Linked DNA regions of Sparus aurata: region 1 is linked to region 2. The links are chromatin contacts, called in public Hi-C maps. All regions are on one chromosome and are shown on one strand. The core of a region is the stretch at or near the end of the contact, and the rest is flanking DNA. Distances in the headings are between cores, read along the strand shown.

Region 1 (5,724 bases), core at 2,267-4,766, 150 kb after region 2:
AACAACAGGTAGTAAAGCAGTTTGACTTAAAGCATAGTGTTTTCAACATCTCCAGCCATGTCTGTGGCAACCAAGACAAGCATTTTGAGCCAAAACATGATGTTTTCCGAAACCCAACCAAGTGGTTCTTGTGGCTTGACACAACCGGATCACAAGCACAGTGTTGTGACAAGAAGACATCTTAAACGTTGGATCTAAAGAACAGTATAGAGAAATGCAAAATATGAATCTACCTGTGGTTTTGCAGATGCATGCTTTTGCCCTACCTTGATTAAACTTAGGGATTTCTCTGGGTTTGATTATTGGTGTAGACATCTGGGCCAATGTGATGTAATGTAATGAGCATTTAAACATTCATCTTGAATCCCACCTAAATCAACTAAATGGTCCAGGCTGCCACTCATGGTGCATGTTTCTGTGGCTATTGCTAATCTACCTGAACGTAATTTCTGCACACAGAGATCTTTGACTTTTGGTTCCAATCTACATCTTTAACTTCTGTAACTGACCGATAATCATTCCTTGCTGTTGGCTCACAAAAGCTACATCGCTTGATGGTTTCTATGGGATAACAAACACAGTACCAAGTACAGTGTGGTCTGACAAGTTTGAAATACAGCTCCGACACATCGGCACTTACTGTACAGGTAAAGACGTTGGACACATTCCAGCAGCTCGCACCGCCAGACAGTAAATTCACAAGACAACGGGATAATTTCATTGGAAAGGCTGTATTTATGACAGCTCGAAGAGAAGATTATAACCATTGCAGCTGTTCATACACACGCACGTATGTCAGCACGTAAGGATGAAGGTAGGTCCCGGCCTCTCCAAGCATGCAGAGTGGAGCAGTGGAAAACCCATTATTAGTGAAGTGTAGGGCGCCAGGAGGACAAAGATCAGGTTGTGACCCCTGAACCCGAACACATCTCTGGTCCATCAGGTCTGAGCACACATAAACCTGCCACGCAAGCCTCGATACGTCCCAGGAGAACAGGATTTGGACTAATCCATGCATACAAGGAAGTGGTTTTGTTTGGCGACGGGAGTTTATTTTGTCAATTCACAGTGAGATTATGTTTTGCGTGTTGCGCAACACCACAGATCAGTGGATAGTGGACCAGTCACATGAGCCAGGACTTGTTAAAATCGATGTGTTATCAAGGAGATTTAAAGTGCTCTGAGCGACTAGAGGAGGATGTTGCGTGTGACTGGACCACTCAACACTCTGTCACCCACACTTGGTTAGTTTAGACTGTGTCAGGAAGGCAGGAAGCTGAGCAAAACGCCTGTGACAATTAGGGAAGGAGTTTCAGTAAATTAGGAGAAAACCCCCACTTTGCACACACACACACACACACACACACACACTCACACACACACACACACACACACACATGTCCAAATCCCCACTGGACACACAATCATTCCCACATTTAGACCCCATCTCCAACAACAGCTGCCACCGCACCCCAGCAGAGGAAATGCCAAAGTCTTCTGAAGTGGAGCATAACAGCACTGCAGCTCACATCCACAGTGGAGGGCTGAGAGGCTGGAAGGGCAGAAGAGCCTCTAATAGCAGGAAGTTTTAAGAATAATAGCGGCATGGGGATGTCATGCCCCTTGTCCCTCTGGCATGTAAGCTTTGGCCAAAGCAGTTGAGTCAGACTGTGCTGCATGCTTACTCATACAAGTAGTGCAGCATTTTTTCACACAACGCACAGTAAGGGTTTACCAGATGTGGGCTCTTCGGGGAGAACTGTATACTTTTCCAAACAAAGAATGAGGCAGCCAGGCTTTACATGTGCATGTATCAGGCCAGATGGCATCTTTAAATTCAGTCTTTTTCAAGGTCATAATTTCATTTTGCGTTACGATTAGAGTAGGTTTATGTGCCTTAATGTTCACAGCATCATTGTGTTCCCCCTCTGTCTGAAACGCTCAGTTTTAGCCCCCGTCTCTTTAAGGCCCCTCCTCCCAAATGCCCAGTCTCCTCTGGTTGGTCAGCACGCACATGCCTGAGCCAGTGCCGCTAACAACAACAACAACAGAGCAGCTGCTCTTAATTATTTTTTTATAGTGTTATATCAAAAAGTCCCGGAATTAAAGGGGAGAGTACTGACGAGACGTTTCAGGAGCGGTGTTCTCTGTGGGAGAGAGGAGCTTCTGTTGGCGCTGATTTTGATCTTTTTAACTTTCAAGATCTTTTACATGCACAAGAACCATAATAACACACTGGAGGAAGTAGGTCTCCTTTAAATTATTTGCAGCATGGACCTATTCATTATTTCCTGACTATGGCATATTGAGAAATAGTTGCAACCCTGACTGTTCAAAATTTACCCAAGGAAATGGATTACAAAGTTAAAATGGAAACTCTTTTCCCTGTGCCACAAAAGGAAGTTACACTCACGAGTGATTACGTCGGCGGACTGTGTCAATCCAATATTCACCAGAGGATTAATCACTGTAAACTGGTTCCCGGTCAAATCGTAGTAGTTAAAAGCATGGCATGGCACTTTACACTAAATGGTAGCAGAGGTGATCTGAAATCAGATTTCATGAGGTCGAGTCCAACCTGATTCTGACACATCAGGAGGTAAAAACCTGTGATTTTTACCCTCTACATCTGTCCTGGATTATCTAAGAATGGCTGCTAAGTAAATTACAGAGCTCAGGAGCGTTCCCATAATCCAAGATCTTAAACCCTCATGCCACTGACCCACAGTCAAACACCAGTGCGTGTGTGTGTGTGCCTCTGGAGGGAGTTTGTCTGGAGTTCACAGCTTGTATGCATCAGTGTATGGCAGCGTTTGTGTGTGTGTGTTTGACTGTGTGGTCAGTGTGTCACTGCTGGGCAGCCATTGAACAGACCCCCAGCCGCTCTTAAACACTGAAACAGCCTCCCCTGCTCTTTTTTTTTTTTTTTTTTCTCTAACATGCTGCCTGCTTCAGACTCAGTTCCCATGAAATTGGCCCGTCTTTGGCTCGTTCAGATTGCTTGCACTGTAAATGGCTTCTCTGGAGTCTGCCAAGGGGCCGACGGGGGCCGATTCAAGGACAGAAAAGATACAAAAGGAGACTGACAGATCCAACGCTGCCGCCCTGCCCCTGTAGCCCCTCTGAACCACACCAACAAGTCCTATTGTTGGTTTATGCTCAAGTGAAATCCAATCCATCACAACTAATGAGAACAATAACAATGACTTACAAAATAAATATTTTATTGGATTGCTCTGTGCTGTTTACCCTCAGCTATCATCCCCCCTTGCCAGGACTATTATGTAAACAGTGGTGATGTGGTGCAATGACTCCAGTGCTTTAACACAGCAACATGTCTGCTGTATAAAATGTCAGATGAGTAAAAAAAAAAAAATTAAAAAAGAAAAAAAAAAGCAGGGAAGTTATAGAGGACCAGGGAGGATGCAAGAGACGTGATCTGTACGTGCTGCTGAGCGGCTTGCGTTTCTTCCAAGTGACCCAGCGAGTGAGGTCATTATGCTTTCCACTCTCTCAACGGGAGGTGGGGCTTTTTGGTGAAAACTTATTCTACCCCGCTGCACAAAGACCAGTGTGCAGTCCCGCAGTCTCCTCCACGCTGTGAGTGCGCGGCGCCCGCACGGATCGCTCCAATTTCGGACCTTAAGCCCATCCAACATTGCGTGAACCCGCGCACCTTCGCTGCTGTTTGCTCGGCCGTGAACGACCCACTGGGTGCTCCGCTGTGGCTTTTCTCCGGCAGATACTCCGACCCCGGACACCGTCGGGACCAGTGAAGAGAGAGGCTGCGGGAGTGGTCTGGAAACTTTTGCCATCATGAGCACGCGATCGGTCAACCTTGATACCTACAGCCTGTCGCTGCTCACGGCCAAGGAGGACATCCTCAACCCGCGCTCCTCCACCAACTGGTAACACACTCTTGAGCAAAATTGCATGCGCCGTGCAGCAGCAGCAGAATCTTGTTACTCCCTCTGCATCATAACACTAACGATTACATGTCAGCTTTACAATTCTGCGTCATTAGAATGAGAATCAGTAACTTTTTCATGAAACTTTCACGCTCCTCATCTTGTTTTACTAAGTGAGTTTTAGCCGTTTACGCGTAACCAGGTTGGCTGTTGCGTAATGAGCGGCTTCATTTCAATTAATCCAGTGAGGGCTCCGGAGGTGGCCAGCACAGGGGACAGCACGCAACCTGGACCCGCAGCGACAACACAACCTACTAACGCAGCAATGCATTGTTCCCCCCCTCCTCTCGGAGTGGTGAGGTTAGAGTCGCCGTACGTTACGCACGCCAGGCGGTCGGTGTGGCTCTCCGGGCGCAGCACCTGGCCGGCGGCGCGCTGCCGTCACCCTGGCCCTGCGCTCCGTGACTGTGCTGTTCTCCCCGAAGAGCTGCGAGGCTTCAGTCTTTGTGCCGAGGATCATGTTTCTGCTGATGTGCTGATCTCTGACACGGGTTGTCTTTCAGGGAGAGGCTCTTTAATTTGACAGACGGCAGAGTGCGCATGCATGAGCAGTGGTGGAAAGTAATTAAGTACATTTAACATTTTACAATTTTGAGGTAAATCAACTGTTCTCAAGTATTTCCATTTCATGCGACCTTAAACTATCACTCCATCAGACTTGGGAGGAAAAAATTATACTTTTTTGTTAGTACAACATTTACTTGAGAGCTTCACTGACTGGTCACTTTGCTGATAGTATTAATAAAAATGTAGATAAACTAATAGATTATGATGTATCATTGTACATTAAGTTACTCAGCAGCATAAAGTTAGCAAAAACTACCAACCTCCACCTCTACCAGCTGTGCCCTTGATGTGATGAAGACTTTAATTCACCGACAATTGTTATCTAGGGATGTCATACATAATATTGGGATTTGGGCTGTTCCGCAACATAACCACTTTTACTTTTAGTACTTAAAATATATTGACTTCTGTACTTTTACTCAAAGGTTTCAATGTGTAAGAAATGTGGTTCAAAATGTATTTAAAAAATAACAGATATTATCAACACAATCAGTAGAAAAAGGGGTTTAAAGTTACGGCAAAATAATCCATTTATTGTGTTGCACAGATCCGGCCCGACCCATCCTGGACTCCTGATACATTCCCTAACTGCACAGCTAACTGGGCTAATGGCAGCTAACGTTAGCAGTAATTGGCAGTTACCCTGCTGATATGCTGCCTCCTGTTTGTTTGGAGTGACCTTCGACAGGTGGCCAGTTCATACATATTGCACCTTTAAGAATGATTTTAAATGCAGGAGTCTTACATAGAACAGAGGATTTCACACTGTAGTAATGCCACTTTTACTTAAGGGAAAGCCTGCTCCACCGTCGTTTATGAGTCGAGTCCTCACAACTAACCAATAATAATAATTAAAGTGTTGTGTAATACCTAAGATGTGTACAATAAACACACAGTCTTTAAACATGAAGACCGAATCAGTATTCAGACCACAGTTGAAGTGTTTTACCAGAAGAACTAGCTCTTTGTTTTAAGTTCTAATTTTCCAACACATAAAAAGTTGATTTATTCGCTCTGCTCTGGCACGTGACACCGCATCATGCTGAAACCTGACCACCTGGAACTTGGCTCACTCTGTCCTTTTGTCAAAGGGTTTGGCTGGTCTGTCTCTATGGTGACCTATCCATCTCTCCCAAACAATAACAGTCTCCAACTCTGTCAGCCTGTCTCACCCTCTGTCTCCAGTTTC
Region 2 (5,278 bases), core at 495-2,994:
TGCCACCAAAAACATGAGAAGTCTGGAAACAACACCCAAGTGAAGTCTTTCAGAAAAGGCATTCTTACCATATTAGATGGACAAAGAGCATGCTTGAATGCTTTCTGTCTCAAACTGAACTTTTAACAGGACAAATTCACAATGGACAAGCATTCACAATCTCTTTAGGCAACAAAACCTTCAAAACAACTAAACACAATTTCAGGTAAAAAAGTTATTTCTGTTTGTCAGCTGAAACAGTGAGGTGTAGACCTGTAATCTTACTTGTCTCATTACCAAAATATTACCATAAAATAATAGGCCTAAATGCAGATTGTACAGACCACTGATGTTGGGTTTGTAGCTCTGCATGCCAAGCAAACACAACATCAAAGACAAAAAAAGCAGAAACACATTTAGCAGCACACAGCTACAGGAACTAACCTGTCCAATCTTTAAAGCAAAGAACTGTTCATTCCAGTGTCTTCTTATATCAAACTTACTTTTTCTCCCTTTATACTTCTGTTGTTGGTCCTTTTGTTTTCTCAAATTTGTCGCATTTTGTTGTCTCGTGTCCCTGACTTTTTTTTTTCCTTCCTCCTTCGCACATTGCACTCACCACATTGGCAGGGTAACTGTCTCCATGGCACCTTCTGTTGACAGCACACCATCTGATTGAGAGTAGGTTATTAACCTTAGAGGGGCAAACAACGGAAAGTGACATGAGGTGTTTTAGAAGGCACTAACACACACAACATTGTGATGGTAATTTCAGCATTTAAAACTTTAACCACGGACAGTGAACAGAGGACTGAGTTTGTGGACTCTAACAATGGCAGTCTGCACTTTTACTTTCCAATGAGCTTGAAGGGATGAGGTCCCATGAGCGGTTGAGAGGTGTGCGTTATCATAATTACGAGTTGCTGACTTGTAAATAGCATTTAAAGCAACTTCCAAGTCGTTATAACAACTCGGAAGTCCGAATTTACTAAAAGCTCTGATATGTGCAACTACTTAATGGCATGGTCACATTACATTTCAGGTATACAGCTGAAATGCCATTTCAATATTTTTTCTAGTGACAATTACATTTGTGATGCAAAAATGTTAATTCCCACTAAAGGTAATCCATATCGCAGTCAAAATTATACATTTTTAGTTCCAAGATCTTCCTGAGGCCAGTTGTACATTACGTATGCATAGGGAGGTGTCCCCACCATCTACATGTCCTTTTTTGCAATGAATTGTGACTTTTCTGTATGATCTGGGTATTCATCATTGTTTAAACTTGTCCAAAGTAAACACAATATGTATGCCTAAAACCAAGGATAACAACATAGTGTACATTTTAGACACGCTGTAAATGTTTACCCTGTATTAATCTATTAACAATGGAGTCCTTGTCAGTTTTGACATTTTCCCCTTACACGTTCAGACACACCTGCATGCTTGTTAAGTGATGTCACATTCCTAGCTTATATTAGCAGGTGGGTTCACAGACCTTTAAAACACTTTATAATCACCATATATAATAATTCCAGTCAATTCCAACACGACATTTTCAAAAGGTTTTTTGACCAGTTTTCAATGAAACCTCTGAGGGGTAACATTAGCAACACTTACAAAAAAACTTTTTTGTTTTGTTTTTCAAGAAAGCTTGAGTTAAGTTGGCTAACTAGGTTGCAAAGCAACTGGGGCACTTACAAAGTTTTGTGACTTAGGACATTCCGGTTCCGTTCGTCTCCATGGGGGACGCGGCGCGAAACTGTCCCTCTTCATGACGATTTCCATGTGCGCATGCGCATTAGGTAATTAGACCCAGCCGTTTTACTAATAATAATTCACTCTTGTAGATATAAAAATGTCGGTACATTTAGGAGTTGTACAAAAGCCAACATGATCCTTCATTACAATCGAACTGATGCCCACAAGCAGGTAAGTGAGAGACGAACACAATATTTCAAAATTGGAAGTGGCAATTTTGCCACTGGTAAATAAAGTCTGTGGCTGTTTGTTAAAATTCTAAGACACTGCTTAATTAAACCATGGCCTATCTAGTGTGAAGAAAATACGTTAATACCTGTATGACCACAAAGTAGAACAATTCCACTCACAGCAGCGGTTCATATGTTTTAATGTATTTATTATAAAACTTTTACTCTTAAGAAATTACACGTCAAAACACTCCGGGTTTGTATATCCTCACATGATATGTACGTATGTCACTACAGGATGTCTTATTATCTCTACACTGACTACTGATTATTTTCTATTTGCAGGGAATATTCTTGATACTCTATATGCTGTGCTGCGTAAGTTGAATGATTCGCCTGAAAAGGAAATCATATCACTACTATGATCAGTATTTTCTTTTTGTAATTCAACTGTCCTTTTATTGTGAAGAGGCCATATCGGAAGTCCTCACACAGGTTATCTCTGTGCTCAATTAATCCACCTGTGTGCACTGCTTCGTCACTGTGTGTTCCCGTGATTGACCTCCAGGGGGCTCCGTAACATCATTTTTGAGGGGCTTCAGTGAGCGGTCGAGTGGTCCGTGTTTCTTGTGAGCCCCCCTCTCTTCCTGTGTATGGCAGAAGAGGGCTTTTATCAGACTCTCAGGGCGTGTCCTGACCTACAACCCACGGACTGCCATCTTGGTTAATAACCGAGATACAGCTTGGAGGTCCCGACTCTTTGCTGTCTCTGGTCATTTCACCGTTACAGCCTTCATTTGTTTACGATCCTCCGCGAACATGCCTTCAGTCCAAAGCTTTAAGATGACTTACGACTTGCTGAATGACCGAGGGACTTTTTCGGAGGGGGACCCTGTGGTTGGCAAAGTAACACTGGTGTTATTTAAGGAGATCACAGTTGAAAGTCTCTCTGTGAAAGCGAAAGGTGACTGCGATGTGCGTTGGACGGAAAAGCAGGGCGATCGCCAAAAAACGTGCACCGCTACAAAGAGATGTTTCAAACAGAAGCAGTTCTTGATCGCAGAGAACTCCAACGGTAGGCAGCGATGTCTTGAGTTATGCATGCCTTGACCCATCCGGGTACTGCTGACATGGTGCGACTGTTAAACGCTACTTTATCTCCACTTTTTGTCCAGTTGTGGTGGCGGCACCTGATCCTTCAACATTTGTAGCGATTGCTCATAGTAATACAACCATTTATTAGCAAGTAGAAGTACTTAAGTATCTACCAGGAGTATACACTTAAACTGAATCACACAAACACACAGGTATTATTCAAACTGTTGGAATACTATCATTGAGACGTGGATGTGTGAGCATCAGTCTGAGTTGGAGGTTATTTGAACTACTTTGGGTTTAAGTTTACTTCAGACACACAACAGGGTCATTCTGTGGAAACTTCCATATTTCTGTCCTGAGGCTTTACGGAAAAAATGACAGCTGAAAAACACTTGAGACTTATTTCTTTCTTCTTCTTGTTTTATTCTGTCATTAAACAATAGATTATTTGAACAATTACTTCCTCCTTAACCTTTATACTGGCAATATTGTCGCCACAGAAAATTGTTATGTATAGAAGCACTGTGCTGTATTTTAATTTCAGATTATGTTTTTTCTACCATTTAAAATACAATAATGTATACATACCTGTCATATGTAAGATAAAAATTACATTTAAAGTTACATTCATAAATGAAATTTATACTCAAATTCATCATCCCTTAGTCTTATTATTTTGAAATAAATTATGATGATTTATGAGGAAATCACACATCAATAAGTAAAAAAGAAAATACAGATGTAATAATATAACAGTTATTACAGTGAAATCATTTTGTCCAGTGTCTCTTTGAACCTTGAAGCATGAGGCTTCACTGGTATGACTCACTTTATTAGGTAAAAAAAAAAAATGATTAAAGGTGCACTATGTAGTTTCAGGGAAGATGATTTATTCAGAAGTGAAAGATTTTCATTGGCTGATTTTTTTTTTATGCCCAAACAAACTAAATAAACAAACTGTCTTTGTTATCCTGACAGAATAAACTATATAAACAAACTGATCTTAATGGACAACACAATGTCATACTGTTGAACTGTGTCTATATTTGGCATTGATATTGTCAAAGGAGTAGGGTAACACCAGTGAGTCATAAAAAGTAATGAACTTTCATTTGTGTGTATTCATAGATTCCACGAGTTATGGAATCATGTGAGAAAAATAAGTCAAATTTCAGATATCTTGGTCTTCCACAGGTGGACATTTCTGTAGAATGACCCAACAATGAAATTTGACTAATAACTACATAACAGCTTTTACAGTAAAGGTGCAGGAAGCAACCTTTTTACGTTTACATGTGCGCGTGGAAACATTTGAGAAACATAGGTTTGTATTTTGAGTTTTGGTGAGTTGAGATCAAAAAGGGCCAATTGCCTGTCTGGAAGTCCAACAGTTCTAAAGAAAAAGCTTCATATTGCCGCTTTAATGAAGGACAGAATATAGGCTACAGTATTGAAACTAAGTGCAGTGAAATAGAAGCATTAAATGGTAATAATAAGTAGGGATGCACCAATTGGGAAATTCTGGGTATTGCATAAAAAAAGATTTAAGCTGACAGTTTATGCTGGTATGTTTTTGCATTTGTAGTTTTTTTTCACATGGAAAATTACCTTTTTGTAAAAAAAAAATAATAATGTAACTGCTATAAAAGCCCATGTAGCCTGCAATACAACTACCTACTCAGTTACAAGAATCTTTCATTACTTAAATAGCCTCACTGGTGCCAGGTATGTAACAAGCCATGAAAGTGCCAAAGCATAACAGATGTGACGCATCAGATCAACATCAGCCACCTTCATCTGAGACTGTTATCTTACTGGTTTGCAGGCCGTCAGCAGTCAACAAGGTGAATATCATCCAATACCGCTGTTTGGCTGTAAAATTGATGCATTCAAAATACTTATAGCAAATCTCCTCAAGTTTGAACTTACAGAGCATGAGGAAAAGTTAATGGTTAACAGTAACCTCTTAGCAGATAGTGATGGAAGCAGACTACCATCAGAACCAAAATCCTTTCCCTTTCAGGCACCGTACTCACCGCAGGAACCCATGTCTTTAACTTCAGGATGAACATACCATCAGGGTAAGACAGTTTACTAAAAATTACAATGTCTTTGTTTTTGACAAAGACGACCAAATAGCCGACTCTGATGACATAACATTTCTCCCTTGTTTCTCAATTACAGAAGCATGCCACCATCCTTCAGGGGGGATTATGGAAAGATCGTGTACAAGCTGGAAGCCAGGCTTTGCAGGAGTTGGAGGCTGG

The links. Hi-C and Micro-C count contacts between places; a contact is called where the count stands out from the background.
Region 1: a Hi-C map of skeletal muscle shows a contact between it and region 2, with 2.9 times the contacts expected there. The contact joins the promoter of LOC115582230 here to the promoter of LOC115581217 in region 2. A contact is called at or near these places in 2 of 2 Hi-C or Micro-C datasets (skeletal muscle and an unstated tissue).

Annotation. Positions count from the first base shown.
Region 1 is chr5:12,556,371-12,562,094 of fSpaAur1.1, forward strand. It overlaps LOC115582230 (drebrin-like protein A), which reads left to right and starts at 3,517. Exons shown (of 16, transcript XM_030418050.1): 1 at 3,517-3,908. The coding sequence starts at 3,817.
Region 2 is chr5:12,406,587-12,411,864 of fSpaAur1.1, forward strand. It overlaps LOC115581217 (RCC1 domain-containing protein RUG3, mitochondrial-like), which reads right to left and starts at 1,745. Exons shown (of 15, transcript XM_030416122.1): 1 at 1,684-1,745; 2 at 599-673. LOC115582421 (arrestin domain-containing protein 3-like) reads left to right here and starts at 2,523. Exons shown (of 6, transcript XM_030418393.1): 1 at 2,523-2,988; 2 at 5,035-5,092; 3 at 5,196-5,278. The coding sequence starts at 2,733.